Linked DNA regions of Gossypium hirsutum: region 2 is linked to region 1. Evidence: chromatin contacts called from public Hi-C data. All regions are on one chromosome and are shown on one strand. The core of a region is the stretch at or near the end of the contact, and the rest is flanking DNA. Distances in the headings are between cores, read along the strand shown.

Region 1 (5,710 bases), core at 1,608-4,107:
TTTTTTGCTACTTTCAATATACATTGATATGATCTTGAAAACAGTTGTAAACTGTTGCAACAATAATTCTCACACCTATTGAATTAAGTCACCTTGGAGGCAATCTTAACCAACTAGTAAGAACATGAATTTTCATCCAATTAATATGTGAACCTAATCCCTTAGGTATTTACACGTACTAATAATCATTTCAAGTTTGATCATCATTCTAACTTAAGTAGAGGTTCGTAGAAAGTTACTTAACTGGAATGATCTTTAATGTATAACCATCAACTCAATATCTATCGTTACATGTAGCACGAATAAGTTGTTTTAATAGTAGTTAAAAGTTAGATAACCAATGAATCAATATTTGCTTCCATTTTGCTTTGCATGCAAAACCATATAGGACAATATGGGAATTAATGTAATTAATGGATATTTTTATTAAACCAATTTGTTCAAAAAATATACAAAACAAATATGCTACACTTATATCACTAGATCCAACACTTACTAATTAGTATGGTTTTGGTACTTTGGTGTTTTGGCTCACAATGTTTATATGGTTGAACTTTATCTTTTGATTCTTATCGATTTATATTTGATTATATAAACTTGAATGCACAAGTTAGTTGGTTTAGTGTTGATGTGTTGGAAGGTATATTTGAGTAGTGATTGAATGTGTTTTAATAGGTTGAATTAATGATATTGCTTTGAGGTAAGTTTAAGATAAGTTTTGGTTTAATTTTAATAAGGTTTGGAATGCTTGAAAGTGTGTAATTTTGGTCATTTGATCATTAAGTCTCGAGACAAAAAAGAACTTGTCTTGAGATCGTTAAAACAAAATGTTACTTTGTCGTGCAATTTTGAGTATGTAGTCTCAAGACACACCAAGCTAGTCTCAAGATAATCTCGTAACAATCTTGTCTCGAGACAAGAGGCCCTTGTCTCGACATATCCAAATATTGAAGCAAAAATAGAAAAATAGGGGAGGTTGGTCTCAAGACATAAGGGACATTGCTTCAAGACACATCCTTTAGTGTCCCGAGACATGTTAACATCGAAGCTAAATTTTCCAAAATAATTTATAGCTTGTCTCGAGACATGGAATTCTCTATCTCGAGACATAACCTTAACCTTGAATTTTAACAAGTGAGTTTAGATTTGTGTCCTAACTCCAATTTTGACTTAACATAACCCAATAATTAGATGAAATAAGATCACAAACCTTATGAATGCATGTGAATGATTTTCTTAAATGATTTATTTGTTATGCTATTAATAAATGTGAATTAACCCTAGTGGAATTACATTGAATTAGTTTAAATTGCTTCAACAATGTAATGTGACGTCACACACTCGGACCGACGGTAGAGTCGGATGTAGGGTGTTACTTATATAAATTATATAATAAATAAAATTATATTAATATAATATATTACATAAGAAAATGAATAAATTGAGTTAAGTTGATTAATGTGTCTAAATTCGACCTGGGAATTAACTTTGTTCTATCCAAAGCTATTATTTGAGCTTAGTCTTACCCGAAACCCATTAAAGATTTCAAATTTGAATTGATAACTTTACCCTTAAAGTCGATAAACTCTAAACCTCTTCCTACTTAGATTGCAGGAAATATATGCAAGGCCTCTTACTTGAAGACATGATATGTTTTCCTAGTGAAAATGCTATTTATAAGATTTTAATAAGGTGTTAGGTTTTTCAATTCAAATAATTATAAGATAAGGTGTTGGTTTTTGAATGTTATACCTAAGCTAAGCCCGTAATGTTGAAAATTATATAGGATTTTTCGATCTATCCGTAAATCACGGCAATTAGCATTAAAATTCTTTAATTCCAAGCTCACCCCCCAAGACAACATTCCAAGCCACTTGTACAGTAGATCACGGTAGTTAATGATTTAGCAAAATAAAAAGGGTAACAGAGCTCAATGTCTAAGCACCGTCCATTATAGCAATGAGAACACGATCTTGTTGCCAATAAAAACTTTCATTCATATTCATATTCATATTCTTACACTTAAAAAAGGGATTCAAGACCAAACCACATGACAAAACTGACCAAAAGCTAGCCCTCTAAAGTAAACCATGACTACAACTGGACCACTTTTTTTTTTCCAACTTTACTGCAAGAGCAACTAGCGGCTAGGTTGATCACTGCTTGGAGGCAAACTGGTTAACCAATGACAAAGCATTGCTGGTGACTTGAGCGACATTAATGACTCGAGCTCCGATGGAGGCCTTAATCTTACCATCCAAAGCCCTTCCTGCGAACCCATCAACACAAGTGTTCTCATCGGTTAGTGCAGCACTAACCCAGGTCTCCACATTGCTAACGTGCCACAAGAAATCCTGACCCTTGGCTTGACCCATGTACTTGAGCTCTTGTACTGATTTGCTCAGCCTGTGCACGCTCTCACTCATCTCCTCAATGCAATCTTTGATTGCTTCATATTCCCTCCTCTTAAGTCCCCTGAATTTCTTCATTTTGGAGACGAATGCCTGGGTGGACTTAGTCCTCTCTAGGCTCACCGAAAGGGCAGTCTGAGCCAGTTGGCGTGGGCTCCGCTGGATTGAAGGGGCAAAAGCTGCGAGAGATTGGATGCAAAGTGATGGATATTAGGTGGCACTACATGAAGCCTTGATGAAATTTGAGGCACCTGATCTTGCAGCAGTTGGAGATCTGGCCTCGCAAACAATGCATAGAAGCGAAAGCAAGAGAAAAGTAATGGAGGGACTTGCCATTCTTCTTCAATAGCTTTAGAAATTTGAGAAGGGGGTTATAGAAAGGAGACTGACAGGGTTTTATATTTATAGAAGGTGAAGGTGGAGATAAACTTAGACTGACAATATGTTCTGACACGCGGCAATTTGCTTTAAGTTGAACGCGTGTAATGCTGGATTCTCTAGCCAATGCCTCAATGAGGACACAACCTCCATTAAGATTTAAGAATATAGTAAAAGTGTTATTATTTTTGTGGTTTTGTCAATAAGATCTAGGCTCAGGCTCTCAGTCTTTTACTCGTCTCTTCACATTGGATTAAATTAAATACAGGTAGGTCCTTTTGAATAAAAATAAAATAAAATCCTTGACCTAAAGCTACCGACTTGGAAGAGGGAAAGAAAAGGAATGGGAAACGGTGAGGAGGTGGGGTCTTGCAGCTATCCATTTTATATATGCAAGTCTGTAAAGATAATAAAATTACTTTTTTTTTTAAAATATTTTTTTATATTTACTTTTTTTAATCTGAATCTCTTAAATCTATTTTTAAAAAAACCTTAACCCACAAATTAATATTTACACTTTTTTAATTTGATATTTAATTTTTCTTTATAAATAGTATTTTATTTTTTATTATTTATTTTATATCTATTAAAAAAATTTCAACCAATAATAAATTGCCTCATCATATAAAAATATTTTTTATTATTTTATTATTTCCTTTTTTCTATTGTCTTTTTTCCCTTTCTTCTTCTTTTATAATATCTGGCAAAGCCAACAATGCTCGAAATTTTCCCTCCCTCTTAAGATTGAGACGCTGACAATTAATTCTATTTTTGAACTTCATCGCCTACTTGTTCGACTTAACGGAATAGAAATAATTCATTCATAGATCAAAACTAGTCTATTCAGAATTGAACTGCCCAGTTGCATCGGGTATCAACTAGGGTACTGATTTAAAGATAAGAGTTGATCAAATTGACTTGCAAACCAATACAAACTAGTTGAACCGAGCTAGAAAAAGTGTTGAACCAATTTTCACTATTTTTAAATTTTTAATAATTTATTTGATCGAATCAATCAAACTAGGAATTGGTGGCTAGACGGCTTTGACCATCAATCTGGTTTTTAAAACCTTGATCAAAATCATGAAGTTCTAAATGCTTACATTTGTAGAAGAAGCTCAAGATGAGAGAGGATGAAAAAAGAAAAATAATATTTTTTTTATCTTTTTTTTTGGCATGGCATTTTTTAATTGGTTATCTTTTTTTGTTAAATAGATTTAATGGTTTGACTAACCATCGAATTAATAGAGATACCAACTTGGAAAAAAAATTTAGTCACCACTTGTGAAAAATAATGTTTAGGTACACAAATGAAAAATAATGACATAATTTAAGTAGTATTTTGTAGGTTAAGCATTTTTTAAATAAACTTAATGGTTTGACTAATGGAGGTACCAACTTGGAAAAAATAGTAGTTTAGATATCACTTGTGACAAAAAAAGTTTAAGTATCAATCTCAGAAAAATTTTATAATTTAGGTAAGAATTAATATGTTAAGTTGTCTCAAAATAATGAAAATAAATTTGAAGATTCAAAATGATTAATAATTTCAAATTTTTACTTGAAGTTTGACGAATTTTATTTTAGTTGATAGAAAGTAAGATTATTTTTATCGATAAAATTATTTGAATGTAAGATACTTAGTATATTATTGGGTATATTAGAGTACTTTGTTTGATTTATTTAGCTTGAAATAAGACTTTATTATTTGATTGAAAAAAATGTAAGATTATTTAAAAAACATTTTACTAAATTACCATAACTATAAATAATGATAGAAAATGGCTATTATACCATATTGGGAGTAAAATTTAATTATGAAAATGTCATAATTATAATATACAAAATGTTGAAAATTTTGAAGTGACGAACAATTAATAATGAAGAACTCATTTATATAATTAATTAAAATTAAGGTAATATAATGAAGAAATGTTAAATTTTGTCAACTATCACCACTACTACTAATAATAAAAGGTCATTGTTATCATATGAGAGTAGGTTGTAAACAAAATATATTATTCTTCCTACTATAATTCATAGAGGTAAAAAGATGTCAAAATCAACATCGTATTTTATGATGAAAGCAAAATATTTCAAAATTTTGTATGTAAGTAAAATGCAAAATGAATTAATTATTAAATTTAAATTATTTTTATTTTAAATAAATTAAGTTTGACAAATAAAGGAATGAGTTATAAATGGTTGAATCGTAACTTAAAAATAATTACTTCAATTAAGGGAATAAACTTAGAGTTTAAGGATAAAACGATGAAAATTAAAGGGTTTTAAGTTAACAGTTTTTTTTTAAAAAAATGTAATATTGAGATTAACACAAAATTATTATTATTTTAATAATTGGGAGAGAAAAATAAAATTACTTGGGATTAAACTCAAACTTCCATACTTACAATATAATGCTCTTGTCATTAGGCTAAACTAATTTTTAAATTTTAGATTACTCTTTTATTAAACTAAACGGTCATTCTAAAACTTCAGATTTCTCCCAACATACATGCTCTACGGTGGGTACGGACGGACTAGGACGTTGATTTTATTAATGTAAACTTTGACTTGGAATTTGTAGTTTATAACTTGATCACATAGTACAGTAGTTTGATGGTTTCGTTGGGGTTGTGAGATTTTGGTAATTCAAAATGAGTATTAGGACTGCGTTTTTCTGTTATTTAGTGGTGATAATATTGAATATTATAATAAAAAATAAAAAAATGAAACGCATTACACTAAAAATAAACGATTCTCAATAAAAAATTATAAATAAAATTAATACGATTTCAATTGAAATTATTAATATGTTTAAATGTATAACAATTTGTATTTGAAATTTAGGTAATTTAAAAATGGTATAGCAAATCCTTTTGTTCAACAACATTTATTAAATTAAAACGTAAGGGTTTCAC
Region 2 (5,710 bases), core at 832-3,331, 170 kb before region 1:
AAAGGTATGATTAAGAATTAGCAATAACAGCAAAAGCAACAGTGAAAATAAAATCATATCGAATTGTGACATGAATATTACCAATCCAACTAGATTAGACATGAGTCTGAAGCAAAAGAAATACAAAACTCCAAAATATGACATTGGAATCAAAGAGGATCTATAAATGGTGACGAAACTAATTGCATGACCTTGACATTTGGCATATGAAGGTTCTTTGACATCACTGCAACAGCAAATAACATATCCTGCAACGCCAAAGTATCCTAAGATCACTCAATAATAGACTGAATAACCCCGGCTCCAACCGTCTTCCCTCCTTCTCTGATAGCAAACCGCATCCCTTGCTCACAAGCCACAGGCATGATAAGCTCAACTACCATCTTTACACGGTCACCAGGCATAACCATCTTAGACTCCTCATCCTTATCATTCATAATGGAAGCCACCCTTCCAGTGACATCAGTGGTCCTCATGTAGAACTGAGGCCTATAACCTGCGAAGAAGGGAGAATGTCTGCCACCCTCTTCCTTCTTCAACACATAGACAATGGCGCTGAACTTGGTATGGGGAGTGATTGTCCCTGGTTTAGCCAAAACCATCCCTCTCTGAATATCGGCCTTTTGAACACCTCTAAGTAACAACCCAACATTATCACCAGCCATGGCGTCATCTAATGTCTTTTGAAACATTTCCACACCAGTAACTGTGACGTTCCTTGTATCCTTCAATCCAACAATGTCAACAGTCTCTCCAACCTTAACAGTACCTCTCTCGATACGACCAGTGGCAACAGTACCACGACCCGTGATGGAAAACACATCCTCAACAGCTAACAAGAAAGGCAAATCTGTTTGTCTTTGAGGAACAGGAATGTAACTATCAACAGCATCCATAAGTTCATAAATCTTATCCACCCATTGGTTTTCACCCCTAGGAATACTGGGCTTAGCCATCAAAGCTTCTAAAGCTAAAAGTGCGGAGCCAGAAATAATAGGGACATCATCACCGGGAAATTCGTAACTAGAAAGCAATTCACGCACCTCCAATTCGACTAATTGCAAAAGCTCTTCATCATCTACCTGGTCTTGTTTGTTCAAGAACACAACCACGTTAGGGACACCGACCTGTTTAGCCAACAAGATATGCTCTTTAGTCTGGGGCATGGGTCCGTCGGCTCCGGAAACAACCAAGATAGCACCGTCCATTTGGGCAGCTCCGGTAATCATGTTTTTGACATAATCAGCGTGCCCTGGGCAGTCGACGTGGGCGTAATGGCGATTCTCGGTTTCGTATTCAACGGTGGCGGTGTTAATGGTGATACCACGGGCACGCTCTTCAGGGGCGGCATCAATTTCGTCGTACTTTTTTGGGGCACTGTTACCCATGGAGGCTAAGGCCATAGTTAGAGCGGCAGTTAAGGTGGTTTTGCCGTGGTCGACATGGCCGATGGTGCCGATGTTGACGTGGGGCTTTTTGCGTTCGAATTTGCCACGGGCAGCTTTGACGGTGAAAGAACCGCGACGGCGAGGGAATACGGAAGTGGTGGCGACGGTAGTGAGGAAAGGAGGGAGGAAGGAAGAGGAGAGGTGGGTAGGGGTTAGTTTAGAGGGAATTGAGGAGAAAAAGGCAGAGGTGGTGGTTGAGGAGTGAGTTGGGAAAGGGGAGGCGTGTGGGTATCTAAGCTTAGAAGAAGCGGCAGTGGCTGCCGCTGTTGATGAAATTGCCATTTCCTTGTAGAGGAGAGGAGAGGAGAGGAAAGGAGGGTTTTGGCCTTTGGCTTTGGAAAATGAAGAAGAGAAGGTAAAAGAGATTTGGGTTTGTGTTATCTTATTCCTCTGTGGCTTTGAGGATGAGGGTTTGTGAAATGGACGGACCAAAAAGAATGGCTAATATGAGGAGTTGTTTTATCCACTTCTGCTTCCTCTGCCATATCCACTGCTCCCTCCCTCGCTCTCTCGGGGTACTATTGAAATTTCCTCCTCCTATGCTCACTTACTGCCCAGCAGGCCCATCATCCCATCCCCCACAAATCACTATTACTACTTTAGGCCTAAAAATTGGGCTTCCTATCTTGAAGTTCTATACTACTGTATGAAATTCAAGTGTTACACCTAAATAATAGTGCTGATTCCACTCTCAAATGTTCATATTTGGTTAAAATTACCAATTTAACCTTTATGAATTTAAAGAGATAAAATTATATAAGGACAAATCTCAAAATCATACATAAATTTTGATTTGGTACGATTATATACGTGAAACTTTGAATGTGGTTTAAATATATAAATAAAAATTTTATTTTGATTCAATTATACACATTTAAATAAATAAATACATTAAATTATTTTATATATATGTTATATATAAACATAATATGATGTTTTATCAATAATTGTGTTAATAATTTGTGAGAATTGAATCAAATTAAAATATTATATATAAAATTACATAAAATTAAAATTTATATAAAATTATATATTAAACTAAATTTACGATTTAATCCAATTATTTAAACCAAATGCTAAAGAACATTAAATTACCGACTTCGAACTCTAAGGTCCTTCAATACAAGGACCCATCAAATAGTTCAAAGGAGTGTTTTCCTTGAAGGTTTAGGGTTGGGGTAATGCTTAGAACAGGGCCAGGAATATGGTCTTTTACATATTCCTTGAAGGTTTAGATTGTCTGAGGACATGAAAGATCCATGATAAGACAACCCACTCTAACCTACAAAGACAACCCCAGCCCTTATCGTGCCACGTCTCTGATTCAGGTTCTCAACTTTCCCCTATAACTTTAGTGGTCTACAAATCCCCCCTTTCTTTATCTTTAATAAATAGTAGATGTATTTTCCAAAAATATAAATAAACGGTAGATAAAAACGGGTATGTCCAAAATTTTATAATATAAATATAAAAATATGGAAAGAAATTCAATTAAATTAGTGTAAAACTTAACTGATTTTATATATTTTTTTAATTTTTTATATTATTAATATTTTATCAATCCAGTCTTTGAATTTGACAATATGTTTGTATTGGTCATGCATGTAAAATTTTGAATCGATCTGATATCTCTATCATATCAATATAAAATGTTGTTTATATTAATATATATTTAATTACTGGGGATAAATCCGGTTTAAGCAACAAATAAGTAAAATAATGAAGAAATTGAAAAAATAAACACAAATAATTTAGGTGAAAAAAACCCTTCCGAAGAGGATAAAAAATCACGGGCAAATATAATTTCACTAAAATGGAAAAATGAAGAGTACAAAAGATGAAAATAAAACTAAACCTCGAAACCCGAAATAAGAACCCTCAAACGTAAACACAAAATTCTCTGAAAACTTATAAAAACTAATACCTAAATGTGTAATAGGTTATTTTTCTAAGGTGGAAAAATGGCCCATTTATTGGCTAAATTTGTAGGTCAAATAATATTAAAATAACCTACACTAATTAGAGTTTAAGTGAGAACTAAAAATAGAATTTAACGGGGAGAAGAAAATAAAAAATACGAGGTATAACTCCACAAATCTCCACATTGACTCGTATTTCCACAATGTCTTTTTTTTTTCCAAAACCCACCACGGGCTTATCTCGAGCTATGTAGGATATTAACTAAGTCAAAACTATGCTTAGAAGTTGTAAGTCTTTTAGTTTTCGACTTGTGCACTGCTAATTCAAAACTGACCCAAGTCTAATTTTCACGAATGCAGTGCCCTATCTTTTCAAAACCAGCATCCAAAAGAGAACCTCTCTTATACGAAATAATCATACATTTTTTCCTCTTATGACCAAGTTGTCTCCGCTTCAAACGAGTCGACTTCGACTCCTTAACGGACGAGGATGTCCGATTTCATCGGTCACTATTATCCTTCTAAAACATAAAGACTGCCAATCTTTTTACCTTTCATCAAAATGAGAGCCTCACTGGATACCTTAATGTCGCTTGATTCGATGTTAATTCTACAACTCTTCAAGTATAAAATTCCCAAGGAGATGAGATTTTTCTTTAAGTTAGACACATGCCTGACATCTGACAGTGTCCTAAATGTCCCGTCGTACATCCTGATCTGAACAGTACCAATATTAGCTACCTTATTGGGTGAACCATTCCCCATGCGCACAACTTCACCTTCAATTGAACTGTATGTAGAGAACCAATCCTTATTGGAACACATGTGGAAAGAACACCCCAAATCCAGGATCCACTTGGACGTAAGTTCAGAGTTTTCACTTGTTGACACCAACAAGAAATCATCACCCTTGTCATTGGCCAAATTAGCACCAATTAAATCTTCTTCGTTGCTTTCAACAGCCCTTTTATTTCGCATTTTGTAACAATCTACATTGATGTGACCTAACTTCTTACAATAAAGACATATCTTGTCTCGCTTCCTTCATTCTACCAAAATCAAGGCTTGCCTATTTGACTTGCTATTCAAACCATACTCATTGTCGAGTTTGTCTTTGCTCAACAAATGACCCTTCACATTCTTGAATGAGAGATTATTTCTGTCATAAACTAGGGTTTCCCTGAAAGACTTGTATGAATGGGGTAAAGAGCATAATAATAGCATAGTTTGATCTTTATCGTTAATCTAAACCTCAACATTCTTTAAATCATTCAAAAAAGTAATAAATTGGCAAATGTAATCTTTAAGGTGCTCACCTTTGTTCATGTGGAACGTGTACAATGCTGTTTCAGCACTAATCAGTTAGCTAGAGACTTTGTTGTGTAAAGGGTTTCTAACCTTTTCCATAAGGTGAATGCCGTTCTCTCCATCAAAATCTCCTACAACACATTATTTGTTAGATATAATTGAATCGTGGATAAAGCCTTTTTATCTGATCTATGCCATTTTGATCTATCCATGTCTACAAGCTTCTTCTCTGTAAGGACCTTCTCAAGACTGTTCTGAATCAAAATTGCCGTCATCTAAACTTGCCACAGATTGAAATTTGTGATGCCATCGAACTTATCAATATCAAACTTTGTTGCTGCTATCTCTGAATGAGTTAATTACGAAAATTGAACTAGCTCTGATACCAAATTGTTGGGGATAAACTCAATTTAAGCAACGAACAAGTAAAATAACAAAGAGATTGAAAAGATTGAACACAAATATTTTACACGGAAAAACTCCTTCGAAGAGGATAAAAAACCACGGGCAAAGATAATTTCACTAAAACAGAAAAAACGAATAGTATAAAATATGGAGATAAAACTAAACCCCGAAATCCAAAATAAGAACCCTCAAATGTAAACACAAAATTCTTTGAAAACTTGTAAAAGCTAATACCTAAATGTGTAATGAGTTGTTTTCCTAAGGTGGAAAAGGGCCTAAATTTGTAGGTCAAGTAATATTAACATAACTTACACTAATTAGAGTTTAAGTGGGAAACTAAAAATAGAATTTAACTGGGAGAAGAAAAGCTGAAAAATACGATGCATAACTCCACATTAATGATCGAAAGTTTTTTCACATAAAACAAATAGTTACAAAATTTTAATTTACGACAAACTTGACATGCATGATCTACATGAATGAAAAATGAAATATGACGGTTGGATTGATAAAATATTAATCATAAAAAAAATTACGGAAGAGTATAAAACCACTTAAGTTTTACACCGATGTAAGTGAATCCCTACCCAACACGAGAAACAAAGTTTGGAAAAATCATGAAAATATCTT

The links. Hi-C and Micro-C count contacts between places; a contact is called where the count stands out from the background.
Region 2: a contact with region 1 is called in a Hi-C map of leaf, with 4 times the contacts expected there. The contact joins the promoter of LOC107949645 here to the enhancer-like site in region 1. A contact is called at or near these places in 18 of 34 Hi-C or Micro-C datasets (anther, callus, hypocotyl and 3 more).

Annotation. Positions count from the first base shown.
Region 1 is chrD03:42,942,883-42,948,592 of Gossypium_hirsutum_v2.1, reverse strand. It overlaps the pseudogene LOC107949652. Among protein-coding and RNA genes, the nearest start is that of LOC107949651, 4.3 kb to the left of the region's middle. Within about 2 kb of position 2,857, at least 6 of the 9 cell types and tissues checked have an H3K27ac peak or open chromatin away from gene starts, as enhancers often do. A contact at or near this core is called in leaf, where this site is marked.
Region 2 is chrD03:43,112,920-43,118,629 of Gossypium_hirsutum_v2.1, reverse strand. LOC107949645 (elongation factor Tu, chloroplastic) reads right to left here and starts at 2,081. Exons shown (of 1, transcript XM_016884377.2): 1 at 43-2,081. The coding sequence starts at 1,730. The coding sequence ends at 273.